Regions from separate parts of the Mus musculus genome. Here all the other regions are linked to region 2. Evidence: chromatin contacts called from public promoter capture Hi-C data. All regions are on one chromosome and are shown on one strand. The core of a region is the stretch at or near the end of the contact, and the rest is flanking DNA. Distances in the headings are between cores, read along the strand shown. Region 1 holds the start of Stx12 (syntaxin 12). Region 2 holds the start of Tent5b (terminal nucleotidyltransferase 5B). Region 3 holds the start of Dhdds (dehydrodolichyl diphosphate synthase).

What was found. Promoter capture Hi-C pulls out the DNA fragments that hold promoters and counts their contacts.
Region 1: a contact with region 2 is called in a promoter capture Hi-C map of liver, with 2.0 times the contacts expected there. The contact joins the promoter of Stx12 here to the promoter of Tent5b in region 2. A contact is called at or near these places in 2 of 39 promoter capture datasets (embryonic stem cells and liver).
Region 3: a promoter capture Hi-C map of liver shows a contact between it and region 2, with 2.1 times the contacts expected there. The contact joins the promoter of Dhdds here to the promoter of Tent5b in region 2. A contact is called at or near these places in 1 of 39 promoter capture datasets (liver), 1 of 115 datasets of contacts at active chromatin or transcription factors (bone marrow-derived macrophages) and 1 of 9 other capture datasets (liver).

What each region holds. Positions count from the first base shown.
Region 1 is chr4:132,883,072-132,885,771 of GRCm38.p6, reverse strand. It overlaps Stx12 (syntaxin 12), which reads left to right and starts at 1,314. Exons shown (of 9, transcript NM_133887.4): 1 at 1,314-1,524. The coding sequence starts at 1,407. It also overlaps the pseudogene Gm13033.
Region 2 is chr4:133,478,845-133,481,585 of GRCm38.p6, reverse strand. It overlaps Tent5b (terminal nucleotidyltransferase 5B), which reads right to left and starts at 1,453. Exons shown (of 2, transcript NM_175307.6): 1 at 1,023-1,453. The coding sequence starts at 1,286. It overlaps Gm13257 (a long non-coding RNA gene), which reads left to right. Exons shown (of 3, transcript XR_390815.4): 3 at 1-109.
Region 3 is chr4:133,999,556-134,002,255 of GRCm38.p6, reverse strand. Dhdds (dehydrodolichyl diphosphate synthase) reads left to right here and starts at 1,374. Exons shown (of 9, transcript NM_001362959.1): 1 at 1,374-1,531; 2 at 1,863-1,987. The coding sequence starts at 1,925.

The sequences.
Region 1 (2,700 bases), core at 65-2,564, 600 kb after region 2:
TTTTCATCCTTGAAAAGGCATAGTTTGGGGCTGGAGAAATGACTCTGCAGTTAAGAACACTGGCTGCTCTTCCAGAGGACACAGGTTCAATTCCCAGCATTCACATGGCAGCTCACAGCTCTCTGTAACTCCAGGTCCAGGGGCTCTGTCACCCTCACAGGTACAGGCAAAAGACCAATGAGCATAAAAATAAATAATTAAAAGAGAAAGCAAAGGAGCAGTTTATGCTGTCTATCTGGAGTTTTACCATAAACATGGCTTATATGTCCACTCCATGGCCCAGCCCTCTAGTGAATATATGTCCTTGTTTCTGGTCTGTCTTGAGATACTGGTGGGTGAATTGCTGGCCGAAGAATGTGAATATCATATTCGAGCCCTGGGGGTCAAGGATGAATTTTTTTCTTAGAATTTTCCCCATAATCTTTTGAATCAGAAACCCTCTTCTTCCCTTTCACAGGATGGGAGTCAGGCAGTCATCTGTTACAGGAGGAGAGGCTCTGATGTAGTAGGAGAGGTTGGAGAAGGGTGCCCAGTTTTCGTAGGTGTGGTGCACATTGTAAGTTGGTGGGCTGTCAATCAAATGCCATCTGGCTGGCAACATATCTCATGACTGAATTCCGCAGGAAGGGAATGGTTTTTATTTGTTTGGAGTGTGAGTGGGTTTTCCGAGACAGGGTTTCTCTATGTAACCTTGGCTGTCCTGGAACTCACCCTGTATACCAGCCTGACCTCAAAGGAAGGAAATGTTAATCAACAATGTCCCAGAATCCCTTGAAGTGGGTAAGCACGGGGCACACCGTATTGGCGGATGGTTTCAGTAGTAACTTTATTCTTGCTAGAAATTTAGGTGTTGAACAGTTTTCACCATCGAATCCTGTCGGGTACAACTGCACGTGTACTGGTCCCATTCCATGCTCATGCATTCACCTCGATTTTGACATGGGTTGGAAAAGCAAGAACTTGCTGGGTGCCTGAACAACAGTGCCGCGCGGAGCAGCAGGATGCGGGAGCGGCAGGATGCGGGAGCAGCAGGATGCGGATGAGCGTGTTGGCGGCCGGAAGGTCGTGGAATGCGGGGCGCGCCGTCTGTAGACGACAGGCTGAAGAAGTCCGGTCCTGTACTGGCTTCACAGCTGGAGGAGTCGGGTCTTGCGAGAACGCTCACCGCCAGCAGTTCGAAAACTCTCAAGAGACGACCCACCGCCAATTCCAGCCGCACACGCGCACTGCAGGATGGGGCGGAGCGCGCGCATGCGCACCGCGATGGGCGGGGGGTCAGTGCGCACGCAGTCGCGGTCCCTTCCCCGCCCTTTCTCTTCCCGGTTTTCCTCTCAGCTGCTGGGCCCGGTCAGTGGCAGCTTCCGGTAGGAGCGCCGCGAAGCGCGACCCGGTCTCTGCTCACTGTCATGTCCTACGGTCCCTTAGACATGTATCGGAACCCCGGGCCGTCGGGGCCTCAGCCCCGGGACTTCAACAGCATCATCCAGACATGCAGTGGCAACATCCAGCGGATCAGCCAAGCCAGTGAGCGAGGGGACCCAGCCGGGAGCTGGGGGCGGCCTGAGGGACAGACGGTGGTGAAGCTGCCAAGTCGGGGAGCCCGGTCTGGGTCGCAGCTCAGGCCACACCTTGAGGCCGTCGCGAGCCTCCACTCTGGGCGCGGCGAGCTGCCTTTCCCTGGGTCGGCCAGGCTCGGGCCCTTTAGGTCCACACCCCTGTCTTAGGCGGTTAGAGTTCACGGTGTTGGGGGTCAACAGAGCCGACAGCCCCGATGGTGGGAGGGAGTGTGTGTCATCTCCAGGACTGTGAGCAGCAGTCTTGACTTGGCGCAGTGGTCAGCCGAGTTTTTCCTGTCGTCGCCGTCCCCCTCTCCCCACCCACCTTGTTTTCCTCAGTTCCGATCAGGGGGTGCTTACTTGGTTGCGACTTTAGGTTCACATTCAGCTCAGCGGTTGGGTCCTCAGACATCAGCAACTTTCAATTAAGGGAAGTGGAGAATGCGTGCGTTCGAGTGACTTAATACACTGTGTTTCCTGTAATTAACCTGGACGTCAGTCAGTGCCTGGCATTTAAGGGACGGGAGGACTGCTGCTTTATGGCACAGAATGCACCGGGAACATTTTAGGTTAGGTTGTCTTTGTAGCGAACGTTTTTCCCATTTCAAGCATGAAGATGTCCTCTTCTGCCTCCGTTGAGAGCTACTCTTGGCCACAATTACACACCAAGTAAGAGATGGCAGGGTTGGGCCAAGTCAGTTTGTAACTGCTTACCTTAAAACTCCCTTCTGTAGCTAGAGTCAAGTACAGGCTGTTTTTGAGTTTCAGAATCATCCCAGAGCCCTGTAAACAGAACAACAGAAGCAATTTTACTTTAAAAATGGTGACAACCATCTGTGTTGTTTATTATTCTGTTTTTTTTTTTTTTTTTTTTTTTTGTGAGCTTAGCTATACTGTTAATAAGTAGAGTCAGTTCTGAATTGCAGTTATGTCCTAAGCTTTAAAGCATAAGCTACCACTGTGCTTTTATTTTCTTTTTGAGACAGTTTTTTTGTAGCTCTGACTATCCTGGAACTCACTCTGTGTACCAGGCTGGCTTCAAAATTAGAGATCCACCTGCCTCTGCCTCCCAAGTGCTGGGATTAACAATGTACGCCACCACACCCAGCTTGTCACTTTGCTTTTATATCTAAATGTATACTGT
Region 2 (2,741 bases), core at 204-2,703:
GAATGATAAAGCCCAGCTTTACCTGGCTTGTGTGGAAAGACCATGATTGACAGGAACACACAGGAACTAGCACTAGCTAACTTTTCTGGGTTTCATTATACAGGGACTTCAGGACTAGATGTTGAGTTTGGGAATCTGGGGAGTGGGGTGGGATGGGGATGGGGGGGGAGAGGAACTGTTGATCAGATACCATCTGTTCCTGGGGAGCTCCAGGACTCCCTCCCTGAACCTGACCTCCACCTCACTGGATAGCCTTTGGTAGGTAGCTCACCCTCCCACCCGAGGCCTCAGTTAGAATGGGGTATAAGAACGGGCATCCTCTGGTATTTCAGAATTCCACAGTGCTCGGGCTGTATGCAGAAAGAGCAAGTTTGGGGTCTTGCAGGGTTAGGTTAAAAGAGCTGTAGTTTGATGGGGGAGGGGGGCAGCTGCCAGAATCTGATCCTCAGGAGGGAGATAGTGTTTTGGGGTCTGAACCTTGGGCCGGCCTTCATTCTAGCCTTAAGGGAGAAGGAACCCCTAAAATGGAAATTTGATGCTATCTTCAAAGGGGTGAGGTCTCCGGTCTGGCCGCAACACGTGGGAGGTTGGGAGCTTTCCCAGGAATTTCTGGGCTGTTTCACCTAGCCAAGGCTTCTTGAGCTAAGGGTTGTGGGAACACAAGGGCAGAGTGCCCTAGAACCCTGAGGGTGCAGGAGGTCCAAGGATGTGAGGTAGAAGAAGAAAAGCTATTCTGGAACCAGGTACACACCCTCCTCACTGGCGACTGCCAGGGCGATGTCCCATCTAGTGCCTCCTCCATCTCCACCCCATTTCCCAGCCAGGGTCTTGGTGAGTGGTTCCCAAGGGAATAAGAGGTCCCCAGAACGGCAAGCAGGCAAGCTCAGCAGGGTGCAGGAAGAGCTGAACTAGTAGTCGGGTTCCTGTTTCTTAGTTTCCCTAGCTTCCCGGCCAGTCATAGACTCCAGGTACCTTGCAGCAGAGCACCACCCCACCCCCGACCCTGCCAGGGTCCCCCTCACCTGCACGATCTGCTGGGGCTGCACGCTCAGCGTGGGGAAGTTGCCTCGTCCGTGAATGGGGATCGGCTCTTTCAGCAGCGCGTCCAGCCGCTTCACCTGTGGCCAGCTCAGCCGACTCTGGTGCCGTCCCAGGGAGGCCGAGGAGGCCTCCGGGTCCGGGCCGCCGCCGGCCGCCCCAGCCGTGGCCACTGCCGAGGCTGCACCGGTCCCCACCTGCGCAGCTGGCTGCTCCAGGCTCTCAGCTCCACTCTCCGACGGCATCATTCACCCGGCCCCGGTGCCTGGACGGCAGAAACCCGGGAATGGTGAAGGCGAGGAGGGCAGGGAGAGTGGCTGTGCACGGGCCAAGGCGGGGTGCGGGGACCCGGCGGCGGCGAGGCAAACCCAGGGAACACCCCCGACGGCAGGGAGGACTAACAGATCTTAGAGCCAGGCGGCTCGGGCCCAGCTGACACTTATAGGCCGCGGGCCGCACGCCCATTGGTCAGCACAGCTGTCACACAGCAGGAGATGCCCTCCTCTTGTCCCTCCCCCTATCACGGGCCAACACAGTTTTGCAAGGGAATCGCTGGCTCTCAGGAGTTTCTGATTGGCTGAAAGGCACGCCCCTTCCCCGCCCCCTCTCTCGGACCGAATTCCCTCCTTTGGTCTTTAAAGAAGCTGCTGCTTGCGATTGGCCCGAGCCTGCCGGGACTTAGAGGGACAGCGCCCTCCAGCGGCAGAAGTCGAGGGAGGTCTGTGTAGAGTAATGTTGCCGTGTTGACAAGGCGGCCCGGCCGCTTTCTAATTTATTCCTTTGATTGGCCCTTCGAATTACCGCATGCCTGGCGTACCTGTTCCATCTTAGGTGAGGTGAAATCTGCTTAGAGAGAGGGCGTTATTACCCATCATCATGTAGCATGTGAGTGTCAGTTATGGTCCTGATGGAGGTTTAAAGATCTATGTAGCTCTTTGCTCCATCTGGGCCCACCCAGGGTTTTTCTGGGATGGATATTACTATTTTTTTTCTCTTTCTCTCTACAGATCATAGAGGCCGAGGCTTATTGCTACTTTTGAATCTTATCCCCTCCTCCTTTTCAGATTTTAAATATATGTGTCATGGGCAGGAGGGAGAATCGAAATCGAATCGCCCTGTTCATCGCCGCAGTATTTTTTTCTTGTCATTCTCGTAATAATAATATAGCAAATTCTGTAGCCTTCCATTTTCCTAAAAGGCAGACTAAGGATTAAAAGACAGGGAAGAAGAATCCAGGACTTAGAAACAGCTACTATACCCCAGTTTCTGTCAGGGCACAGCTTGACCTGCCTCAAACCAGAACACACATTTCTTCTTTCTGAAAGCCGGCCCCAGCCTCAGGCCACTCTAAAAACCCCTGGAGGAGGCCCCGTGTGTTCCACCAGATGTGTAACCCCAGCATTCCAGTGGTGTGGGCAGGAGGATAAGACGTTCAGTTATCCTTGTCTGCCTGTTGAGTTCTGGGTCAGCCGGGGATATACAGTGAGACCCTGTCAACAACAACATCAACAGGCTGGAGATATAAAGCGCTGACCAATTGCTCGCCTAGTGTGCCGGAGACCCAGGCTTCAACCTCTGGTGCCACAAAACGAGGGAAATAAAAATGAGATCTTTGACTGAGTTGTCTCTGAACTCTAGATCCCCGAGGCTACTGATGAAAGCGTTTGAGGTCCAGGCATAATACTCTCCTGCACATGGATTTG
Region 3 (2,700 bases), core at 125-2,624, 520 kb before region 2:
ATGATAATACTTTTGAGGAGGCAAGTTTCCCGAAGCCCAGTCCAGGCCCAAGTTTGTTCTGTTAGGTATCTAAAAGTCCTTCAGACTAGCTATACAGCTAATGCTTTTGAGTTCTTGCTTGACCCCCAAAGCTCTCCACAAGTGGCTTATGGTGTTTTGTTGTATGTTTAAGATTGTTTCTATTTTTGTTTAGTTTTGAGGTTGAGTTTTCCTGTGTAGGCCACGCTAGCCTCAAACGCCCTAGGTGACCTAAACTGCTGATTGCCCTGCATTCGCTGCCACCATGCTTTTTTATACTGGGCTGGAAACTGAACCCAGGGCTTCTAGCCTGCTAGGCAAGAACTCTACCACTAGGGCTCTATTCCCAAATGCTACGGATTGTGGTTTTGGAAGTCCTAAGAGTAAAGCTCTTTCTGACTTGTCCTCCTAAGTTCATTAACGTGGGTCTTCGGAATCTGCAAATTATAAAGTTGCTTTGCATCGCTCCCCAAAAGTGACCAGCGCAAGAAACCCTTCTGATGCGTTAGCAGCATTAAAAGGCGACAAGTAAAAAAACACGTCAGAATTTTTTGAGGAGACAGTATCCCCTAGATCAGGGTGACTAAATTTACTACGTAGCAGAAAAGACATTAACTAATTCAAATGGCCTCAGCCTTGAGTGCTGAGTTCAGTGACGACGTGCCATCAGTTTCGGCTAAAAGAACACTTTTAAGACAATTTTGTTTTTTTAAAGATTAATTTTATGTATGTGAGTACACTGTCGCTGTCTTAAGACACATCGGAAGAGGGCATCAGATCCCATTACAGATGGTTGTGAGCCACCATGTAGTTGCTGGGAATTGAACTCAGGACCTCTGGAAGAGCAGTCGGTACTCTTAAACTCTGAGCCACCTCTCCAGCCCAAGACAAATTTTTAAATAAACGCAGTTCACTTCCATGGTTTACGTCCATATCCCCAGCAGTTGGGGAGACTGAGGTAGGAGGACTGTCAAAATACGACATTACCGTGTCTCCCATAATATAAGCACTGCGATCATCCATAGAGAAACTCAATTTTGAGGTGGAGCAACCGCATCCTCTCTCCCTAACAAACTGCCACAACACCTGAGACCACGCAAATGCGTGGGCCGAACACATCTCGATCCCTCAGGCTCAACTCGCCTAACGTGCAGGGCTTGCAATAGGAGACCCAAGAGGTAGGAGTATCGGCTCACGTGACCTCGGCCTCCCAGGCGCTGTTTCCACGCCCCGCGAGAGCGGCCACCAATAGCCAACTCGCAAGAACTCGCACCGCTCCGCCCCCGAGTACGCAGGGGCGGCCCCGCCCACCACGGACGGAGGAGGCGGAGCCAATCACGTAGAGGTGACGTGTTCTTTCAGCGCCAAGTCGTAAGTCGCCCGGGAGTGGTGGAAAAGCGCCTTCTCCTGCGTCCTAGGTGGGGAGTAAACACAGAGACCCAGAGGAGGGGAAGCTGGATGTGGAGTTAGCTGCGGGAAACACTAAAGTCCAGCCGGGAGAGTGACCATTGAGGTAACAGATGCGGCATCCAAGGAGGGTAGTGATTGGTTAGCTTAGAGTGAGCAATGGTTTGCGGGGCAATAGAGAAGGAAGTTGTGGGGATTGACCAAGCAAGATGTAGGTACCATGATGTGGCAGGATATTTGGAAGAAATCAGTGCACGTAAGGATAAGAAAGTGGGAACTACCTTGCTCCAAAGGTCTCCCGTTGGCTTGTAGAGGCCTGAGCGGATTAGAACAGTCTCTGGATTCAGACGCGTGTTGCCTGCCACAGTCCAGCAGAGTCTCTTTAGTCAGTTTTATTGCAAGCAAGGATGACTTCTCTCTCTTTTCATTTATTCAAGGTTATCTGGCTGTTTTTTGTTGTTGTTGTTGTTCTTGTGTGATTTCTGACATAGCAAGAACTATGTCATGGATCAAAGAAGGAGAGCTGTCACTGTGGGAACGGTTCTGTGCTAACATCATAAAGGTGAGCAGTACCCCGGGGGAAAAGTTGACCTTTTGGATAGTTGAGTAGTTCATTATTAAATTGTAGCAATCCCAATGAAGTAGAATTTAGTAAAGAGAGAATCTTGAAATTATAATGTAGTTTGAAGGGCTGCATTTCTAGTATTTATTGTACTGTGTGACTTTTTTTTTTTTTTAAGGCCAATCAGGGTCTCTTAATATCATTAGATCACATAGACTGTTAGATTTTCCTTCTGGAAAACTGAATTGTGCCGTTGAGAGTGTCAAAAGAGCTCACTGGTCAGGTGCTTTCTTGGTATTCACAAGACTCTGAGTTTGAAAAAGGAAGAGAGACTGTGACTCTGAATGGGAGGGAACAGAAATTTGTCTCACTAGAGTTGTAGTTCTCAACCTGTGGGTCCCAACCCCTTCAGAGGTTGAACAACCCTTTCACAGGGTCGGATATCAGGTATCTGACATTACGATTTCCGATAGTACCAGAATGGCAGTTATAAAGTAGCAGTGCAAATACTCTCATGGTTGAAGTCAGCACCTGAGGCGCTATATCCCAGGCTCACAGCATAAGGACAGCTGAGAACCACTGCCCCAGCGTTTCCATCGGTTTCTCCTTGCAGTGTCTTCTGAGTTAATGGTTCTTTGATGGTTAAAACTTTAACCATCTGCTCTAGAGACAGACATCCGTGAGGAAAACTGTTATTTACCAACCATGTGGCT